2 separate regions of the Ovis aries genome follow, and region 2 is linked to region 1. A link is a contact called in public Hi-C data. All regions are on one chromosome and are shown on one strand. The core of a region is the stretch at or near the end of the contact, and the rest is flanking DNA. Distances in the headings are between cores, read along the strand shown. Region 1 overlaps EPC1 (enhancer of polycomb homolog 1). Region 2 has its middle 88 kb from the start of KIF5B.

What was found. A called contact is a pair of places that touch in the nucleus more often than the background predicts.
Region 2: a contact with region 1 is called in a Hi-C map of blood, with 2.9 times the contacts expected there. The contact joins two enhancer-like sites. A contact is called at or near these places in 12 of 16 Hi-C or Micro-C datasets (blood, hypothalamus, liver and 6 more).

Annotation. Positions count from the first base shown.
Region 1 is chr13:32,537,674-32,541,791 of ARS-UI_Ramb_v3.0, reverse strand. The region is part of intron 1 of EPC1 (enhancer of polycomb homolog 1); the gene reads right to left. Among named protein-coding and RNA genes, the nearest start is that of EPC1, 38 kb to the right of the region's middle. Within about 2 kb of position 2,606, at least 3 of the 54 cell types and tissues checked have an H3K27ac peak or open chromatin away from gene starts, as enhancers often do.
Region 2 is chr13:32,605,226-32,609,138 of ARS-UI_Ramb_v3.0, reverse strand. No RefSeq gene overlaps it. Among named protein-coding and RNA genes, the nearest start is that of KIF5B, 88 kb to the left of the region's middle. Within about 2 kb of position 2,293, at least 8 of the 54 cell types and tissues checked have an H3K27ac peak or open chromatin away from gene starts, as enhancers often do.

The DNA.
Region 1 (4,118 bases), core at 1,357-3,856:
ACGCTTTACAGTCTCAAGTTCTTTCAACTTTCCCTCCTCTTCTCACCCTACTTTGAGGCTGGAGCCCTTCCAAGAAGCTGCTTATCTCCCCAAGTCCCACACACGCATAGACAGGTAAAGGCCCTCCTTGCTCCCCATTGCCTCTTGGCTGTCCTTCCAGAAACCGTAAACCCTCGGATGTCCACACCATCACTCCTCCTTCCCAGAGTGGCTGCATCCACCCTGCTGCTGGCAGCGCTCATGGTCTTCCTCTCAGCCACCCCCACCGCGGGCATCATCCTTAGTGATGGATGATACACCTCCTAGCATGACCCTCTCACTCGCACTGACTTACTTTTCCTCTATGCCCTCTCAGTCCCCGCTCCTGTGGTTACCTCTAGACCTGCCTTAACCAGTAACTGTGATACCTCTAAAATCTAAGTTCAAGCATTTCACTCTAACTGCCCCCCTGCTGACTTAAGTCTCACTCATTCCAGAATGCCTCCTCCCAACAACGCTGTTGCAGGGCAGCCTGCGCTTCCCCTAGCCTGCACCAGCTCCCTGAGGTCTTCTTCCCTCATTACCCAGTTCAGACCACAGGTCTATCGTGCTCATCTATCTTACATAGGGTAATCTCCTCATCCCCCTTTTCCCCTCCTTTGTACTTGCTGGGCAAACCTCAACTGCACAAGAACCTTATTATATACCTACTTTAGTCTTGAACTTGAGTTGAATATCTGAATTCATATGCCCAAGTGAGTGGACTGGTCTCAATTTAAATGATCACAAATACTGAGCCCCAGCTGATTCATCACATCTTGTTACATTTCTCTAGTAAGTGAGCATCTCACACTCACCTCTGTCTCACAGGCTCCCACACTCTGAGGCGATGACCTCACCTCATACATCATAAAGAAAAAAGAACCAGAGGAAACACACCCCCATCCTCCCCCTGTCAATGCTCAAACCTGTGTACCGTATCCTTTCATACTTCTAAAAAGGAAAAAGTACTTCTGCTCTAATCAGTGACCAATCCCTCCAAGAAATTAATCCAGGGAAAGATAGCAACCAGTTTTTATGAATAAAGCCCTTGAGGAGAAGAGGAAATAGGATTATCTTACTCTTTTCAAAGACATCAGTCCAACTAGTATATTAGTTCTAATAACTTATTTATAATAGCTGTTTTAACATTTTTGTTTACTAATTTTATTATCTGGGTTATTTCTACGTCTCTTTTTGTTGATAACTCTTCCTTAGTTGTTAGCTAGCTTTTCCAGCTTCTCTGCATCTCTGATTTTCTTTTTAATGGACACCAAACATTAGTTTTATGCTGTAGGACCTTCTAGTATCCCTTTAAGCACTGTGGGGCTTTCTTCTGGGACACAGCTATCTGAAATTAGTTGGCTCTTTTGGAGGACAGTGTTTGGTCTTTATTAGGGTGAGCCCAGAACAGTTTACTCTAGAATAGCCCTCTGGGAACTTGTATCGGATGCCCTCTGCATTAGATCTTTCCACTCTGGTCAGTGAGGACCCAACTTCCTGCCCAATGTGAGGTCCCGGGAACGTCCCTCCTCCCTTCCAGCTGTTTCCCCGAAGACAGGCTCAGATCACTTTTCAGCTGGAGAGCCCAGGGACCTCTCTGTAGACCTTTTCCTGTGGCCTGGGAACTCTTGAGGGAGTGGCCGGTGCAATGGAGGACTCAGCTTTGCTTCCCTGGTTTCCGTCCACTATAACTTTGGAACGCATTAAAAAAAAAAATCATTTGTTGATTTCCCCATGCCCTCCCCAGCCATTTCTTCAGCTCCTCTCATAGCAGAACTATTCCAAGGAGTCATCCAAACTTGCACCGACCCTTTATCTTACAGTATTTCTTCTGTCCCAATCACGACTTCCTTCCCACCACACTATCAAGATAGGCCAACGGCATGCATCAGGTTGGATGGCCACCTTCCCTCACTCATCTGCCCAGGGGCCACAGCTGCCACATGTCCTGCCCTCTTGAGACAGCTCTAGACTCACTTTCCTCCTAATCCTCTAAGAGCTTCTCCTCTGTCTGAGGCTCGATGCAGTTTTAAGACACACCCACATCCCAAAGGCTTTCAGATTGACAGTACAGCCCGTGATGTCTGAATCGCACCTGCAGTGCAGACTGTTCTAAAGCATTACATTCTTGCACAGGCAACTAAACGTGAAGAAGAGGCACTGCAAACTGAGTAACTCCATCCTTCACAAACCCTCCCTCTTGCATTTTTCCCTCCGTCAGTAAGCCACCTAATCACCCGTCCACCCAGCTGCTCAAGGTAAAAATCAGCGATTACGACAGAGAGTGAGAGGGTTGGATGGCATCACCGACTCAATGGACAAGAGTCTGAGTAAACTCCGGGAGTTGGCGATGGACAGGGAGGCCTGGCGTGCTGCAGTCCATGGGGCTGCAAAGAGTGGGCACGACTGAGTGACTGAACTGAACTGAAGCCTTGATTCTCTTTCTCCCTCTAGTATGTTCTGATCTGTCAGCCAAGCTCTGCTGGTTCTACCTTCAAAATGTGCCTCTAGTCCATCCACGTCTCCTCGTCCCTACCACCACCTAGGTCAGAGCCACTCCTGCCCAGTACGACTCATTCTGCACACCACAGTGACAATAACCTTGAAAAACAGAATTCAGATCATGTCCTCTCTTGTCTGAAACTCGCTTATTACTTCATTTCAAAACAATCCAAACTCCGTGGGAAGTGAAGTGAAGTCGCTCAGTCATGTCCGACTCTTAGTGACCCCATGGACTGTAGCCTACCAAGCTCCTCCGTCCATGCGATTTTCCAGGCAAGAGTACTGGAGTGGGTTGCCATTGCCTTCTCCAGAGGATCTTCCCCACCCAGGGATCGAACCCAGGTCTCCTGCATGTAGGCAGATGCTTTACCGTCTGAGCCACCAGGGAAGTACAGTCGCCTGTAACAACTCACCAGAAATGGGCCCGACTGCCTCTGGGCCCTTCGCTCACACTCCTCGACCCTCTCCACATTGCCCCCGCCGCACTGGCCGTGTACGCCCTGTGCCTCAGGTCTGCCTGGAATGTTCTCCTTCAGATCTTCAGAGCGCTGGCTCCTCCCTCGTCAAGTTTCAGGGCCCATTCTTTGACCCTCTCACACACAGAATTCTCCTCCTTCCACCAGAAACTCTGTGCTGTCTTGATCCACTGCCACTTCTATTCATTTGCTTTTTGTCTGTGTCTTCCCATTAGAATTCAATCATTCAATTAAACAAAGACCGGACACTTACTATGTGCCAGGCACAATTTCAGGTGCTGAAAATACACCTATGAATAAAGCAGACACAAAGTCCCACCCTCACAGAGCCTGCATGCTAGAACACAAGATCCATGAGAAAGAGAACTGTTTGTTCACTGTCGGATCCACAGGACCTGTAACAGTCCTGGGCTCACTGTAAGTGCACAATAAATATTCGCACTCTGAAAAGTAAATGAAAATGGATTTATCTGTATTTTCTTAAGTCTCTGTACAATATACTTCAAAAAAGCCATATTTATATTTTCTTTCCCTTTCAGACTCTATTACTCTATAGTAATTACTTTTACAGTAAAAGCATGAATTTGAAACCCTCAATACAAAATTCTGCCTCTAATTTCAAATTCTCCTAACAGTAAAAATGTTCTACACTCACTTATATTTTTTAAGTCCTTTAAAACATAAGCTTTCTAGACTAAACTGGAACTAATTACCCATGTACCCAGACTACTTTTACTTCTGTGTAAACTGTTTATGTGTGCAAATGAAGCCATCAACTAATTTAAAAAATTGATTATTATAAAATACATATGGAAACGGATCTAGTGCAGGGATAATATAATATACCCATTATCACAGAAAATTATCAGAACCCTACTTCATCTTGCAGTTAAGAAAACCCAGGTGCACGAGAGCACACAAACTCAAGTGTACATATACACACACATGGGCAGACAGCTGGAAGTGGGGTGAGGGCTTAGGTCTAATAACTCCCAGTCTGATGCTTTCTCCAATTAATAATTACCTAAAGATACAGCTTTCTACACCTACATCATACAACTCTCACATCTACACTAGACAACTCTAAAAACAAAGGACTGTACAAATGTAAGTGGTTTT
Region 2 (3,913 bases), core at 1,044-3,543, 68 kb before region 1:
AGATCTATTTTTTGTACTTGCCGCCCAAGCTGTGCTGTGCTTAGCTGCTCAGTTGTGTCCAACTTTGAGACCCCATGGACTGTAGCCTGCCAGGTTCCTCTGTCCATGGCGATTCTCCAGACAACAGTATTGGAGTGGGTTGCCATGCCCTCCTCCAGGGATCTTCCCGACACAGGGATCAAACCCAGTTCTCCAATACTGCAGGCGGATTCCTTACCATCTAAGCCACCGGGGAAGCCCTGGCACCCAAGAGAAGCCACCGTGGAAGTTGCCTGCATTGTTGCACGTAGCGGTCTGGCCACCTAGCGGTCTGGAATGTGCGCCTCTTTGCTCGCTCCCAGGTGTAGCTGATGCTCCTGGTCTGTGGACCACACTTCAAGTAACAAGGATGTAACATGTGCTTATCAAATGGGAGGCTTAATTTTTTTTTAAACTTATAACTTAAAAGTTTGAAATAGTTTTGTGTTTGCAAGGACTGATGCTGAAGCTGAAGCTCCAATACTAGGGCCACCTGATATGAAGAGCAGATTCCTTAGAAAAGATCCTGATGCTGGGAAAGATTGAAGGCAGGAGGTGAAGGGGATTACAGAGGATGAGATGGTTGGATGGCATCACTGGCTTAATGAACATGAGTTTGAGCAGGCTCTGGGAGATAGTGAAGGACAGGGAAGCCTGGAGTGCTGCAGTTCATGGGGTCCCAGACAGTGGGACACGACTGACTGACTGGCTGAACAACAACAAAAAATTGTGCAAGGAATTCCTAGAGACTCCCTACTCAGCTTTCCCAAATTTAAATATATATTTAAGTATATTTAATCATAGCAGGAGAAAGCAATGGCACCCCACTCGAGCACTCTTACCTGGAAAATCCCAGGAGGAGCCTGGTGCGCTGCAGTCCATGGGGTCGCTAAGAGTCGGACACGACTGAGTGACTTCACTTTCACTTTTCACTTCCATGCATTGGAGAAGGAAATGGCCACTTATTCCAGTGTTCTTGCCTGGAGAATCCCAGGGACGGGGAAGCCTGGTGGGCTGCTGTCTATGGGGTCGCACAGAGTTGGACACGACTGAAGCGACTTAGCAGCAGCAGCAGCAGCAATTTTAGCAGGAGCTTTCCCTTCCCCAGTAGCTCAGTGGTAAAGAATCCACCTTTGATGCAGAAGATGCAGAAGATGCTGCGGTTTCGATCCCTGGGTTGGGAAGTTCGGCTGGGGGGCATGGCAGCCCACTCCAGTATTCTTGCCTAGCAGAATCCGTGGACAGAGAAGCCTGGCAGGCTACAGTCCAGAGGGTCGCACACTGAGGTGACTGAACAATCATAGTACAATTATCAAAACAAGAACTTTTTCTTTTGGTGCTGTGCCCCACAGCTTGTATGATCTTAGTTCCCTGGTGAGGGATAGAACCCAAGTTCTTGGCAGTGAAAGTTTAGAGTCCTAACCAACCACTGGATCTCCAGGCAATTACAGGCAAGGACCTTGAATTATAGTTGATGTACCATATTATGTTAGTTTCAGGGGTATAACATTTGTGATTTGACATTTACATACGTTATGGAATGATTACCATGGTAAGCCTAGTGACCATCTGTGCCCACACAGTTATTCTCATATTATGGACCGTATTCCAAAACTGACATGGAAATACTATTAACTAATCCTCAGACATTTTTCAAATGTCATCAGTTGCCTCACGAATATCCTTTTCCTGGACCAGGATCCATCCAGGATCACATATCGTACTTAATCGTCCTGCCCCTTCGACCTCCTTTGATCAGGGACAGAGACCACGAGAGCCTTTCAGCGACAGATGGTGATGACAATGATGACAAACCACTTGAATTTCTGGCTCATCCTTGAATTCATGTGATTCTCAGACATCAGTGTTCGTAAGACACATGGGAGGAGCTTGTTTTGCACATTTGCTCCCAGAGAAACTGAATTTGGAGGGTTTGGGTGATGTTTGGGAATGTGCGTTTTTATCAGTGTGCAAGGGGACTCTGATGCAAGCTGTCAGATGGAGAACCGGGTGAGGCCAACTCGGCTGCAGGTAGCGCTTGCTGTGCCGTCTTTCCTTCCGCAAGAACAAGCTGCCTCTATTTCTTAGAAACATTTTCTGAGACGTCTCGCTGACTTGGCGCATTTCTAGAGACAGTGCAGACCTGCTCCCCACCCTTACCCCCCTCATAACACAAGTGCGGGCACGGCAGCTCGCCCTGCTCTGTGCTTCGCCCGGCTGCCTCTCCTTTCCCACCGCTTCTGGGCAGCTCTAGGTCTGGGTTCACTCTTCCTCAAAACTTGCCACAAGGGGGCACCGGTGATTTCCTCCTAGTGCTAAGTGAAGTGAAAGTCACTCAGTCCCGTCCACTCTTGCTCTTTGTGACTCCATGGACTGTATGAATTCTCCAGGCCAGAACACTGGAGTGGGTAGCCTTTCCCTTCTCCAGGGGATCTCCCCAACCCAGGGATCAAACCCAGGTCTCCCACACTGCAGACAGATCCTTTACCAGCTGAGCCATCAAGGAAGCCCAAGAATACTGGAGTGGGTATCCCTTCTCCAGCGGATCTTCCCGACCCAGGAATGGAATCAGGGTGTCCTGCATTGCAGGCCAATTCTCTACCAACTGAGCTATCAGGGAAGCCCCCTCATGCTAAGAGTGCGCCTCAAAGTTGCCAGATTAGTAAACAATTAGCAGGTGTTTGAAGAAGGAGTCCTAGGGCGTCTTATCAATCACTTCATGGCCTTAACTATCTGGATCTTTTTCCTTTGATGGCATTAGGATGACTCTGGAACCATTCCTTGCTTTGGGCCACCATTCCATTAATAATTAGATTTATTTGCATAGAGTTGGGTGGTGTGCAGGCTTGGTTGGGTTTGCAGGGATTTGGTCTGGGCTGTCCTAGGCAGCAAGGACACAGAATAATGCAGCAGTCGGGTAGACGCTGGAACAGAACGGTAGACTTGACACACTGTCCGCATCAGGTCTTGATGATCTTTTTTTGCATCCATTTCCCCTAGGACCAGTGAACAGAACTAACACTCTTGACATGACTCAGTGCCTACCCTTAACATCCCCTAGCACCATGCCCGTGGTGAGTTTATTGTTCAGTGGCAGGCAAGACCCAGAGTTATGACTGTGCTGGCCATAGTGGAGGGCTGGTAAATGTTTGGCAACCAGCACTACAAACAAAAACAACAGAAAAAAAATTGTAGTGTTTACCAATTTCTTGGATGCCAAATATTCCCATCATGGCCAATTTCAAGCTATTAATAAACTGTGGAAAATTCTGAGAGAGATGGGAATACCAGACCACCTGATCTGGCTCTTGAGAAATCTGTATGCAGGTCAGGAAGCAACAGTTAGAACTGGACATGGAACAACAGACTGGTTCCAAATAGGAAAAGGAGTACGTCAAGGCTGTATATTGTCACCCTGCTTATTTAACTTCTATGCAGAGTACATCATGAGAAACGCCGGGCTGGAAGAAGCACAAGCTGGAATTAAGATTGCCGGGAGAAATATCAATAACCTCAGATATGCAGATGACACCACCCTTATGGCAGAAAGTGAAGAGGAACTAAAAAGCCTCTTGATGAAAGTGAAAGAGGAGAGTGAAAAAGTTGGTTTAAAGCTCAACATTCAGAAAATGAAGATCATGGCATCTGGTCCCATCACTTCATGGGAAATAGATGGGGAAACAGTGGAAACAGTGTCAGACTTTATTTTTTTGGGCTCCAAAATCACTGCAGATGGTGACTGCAGCCATGAAATTAAGACGCTTACTCCTTAGAAGAAAAGTTATGACCAACCTAGATAGCATATTCAAAAGCAGAGACATTACTTTGCCAACAAAGGTCCGTCTAGTCAAGGCTATGGTTTTTCCAGTAGTCATGTATGGTTGTAAGAATTGGA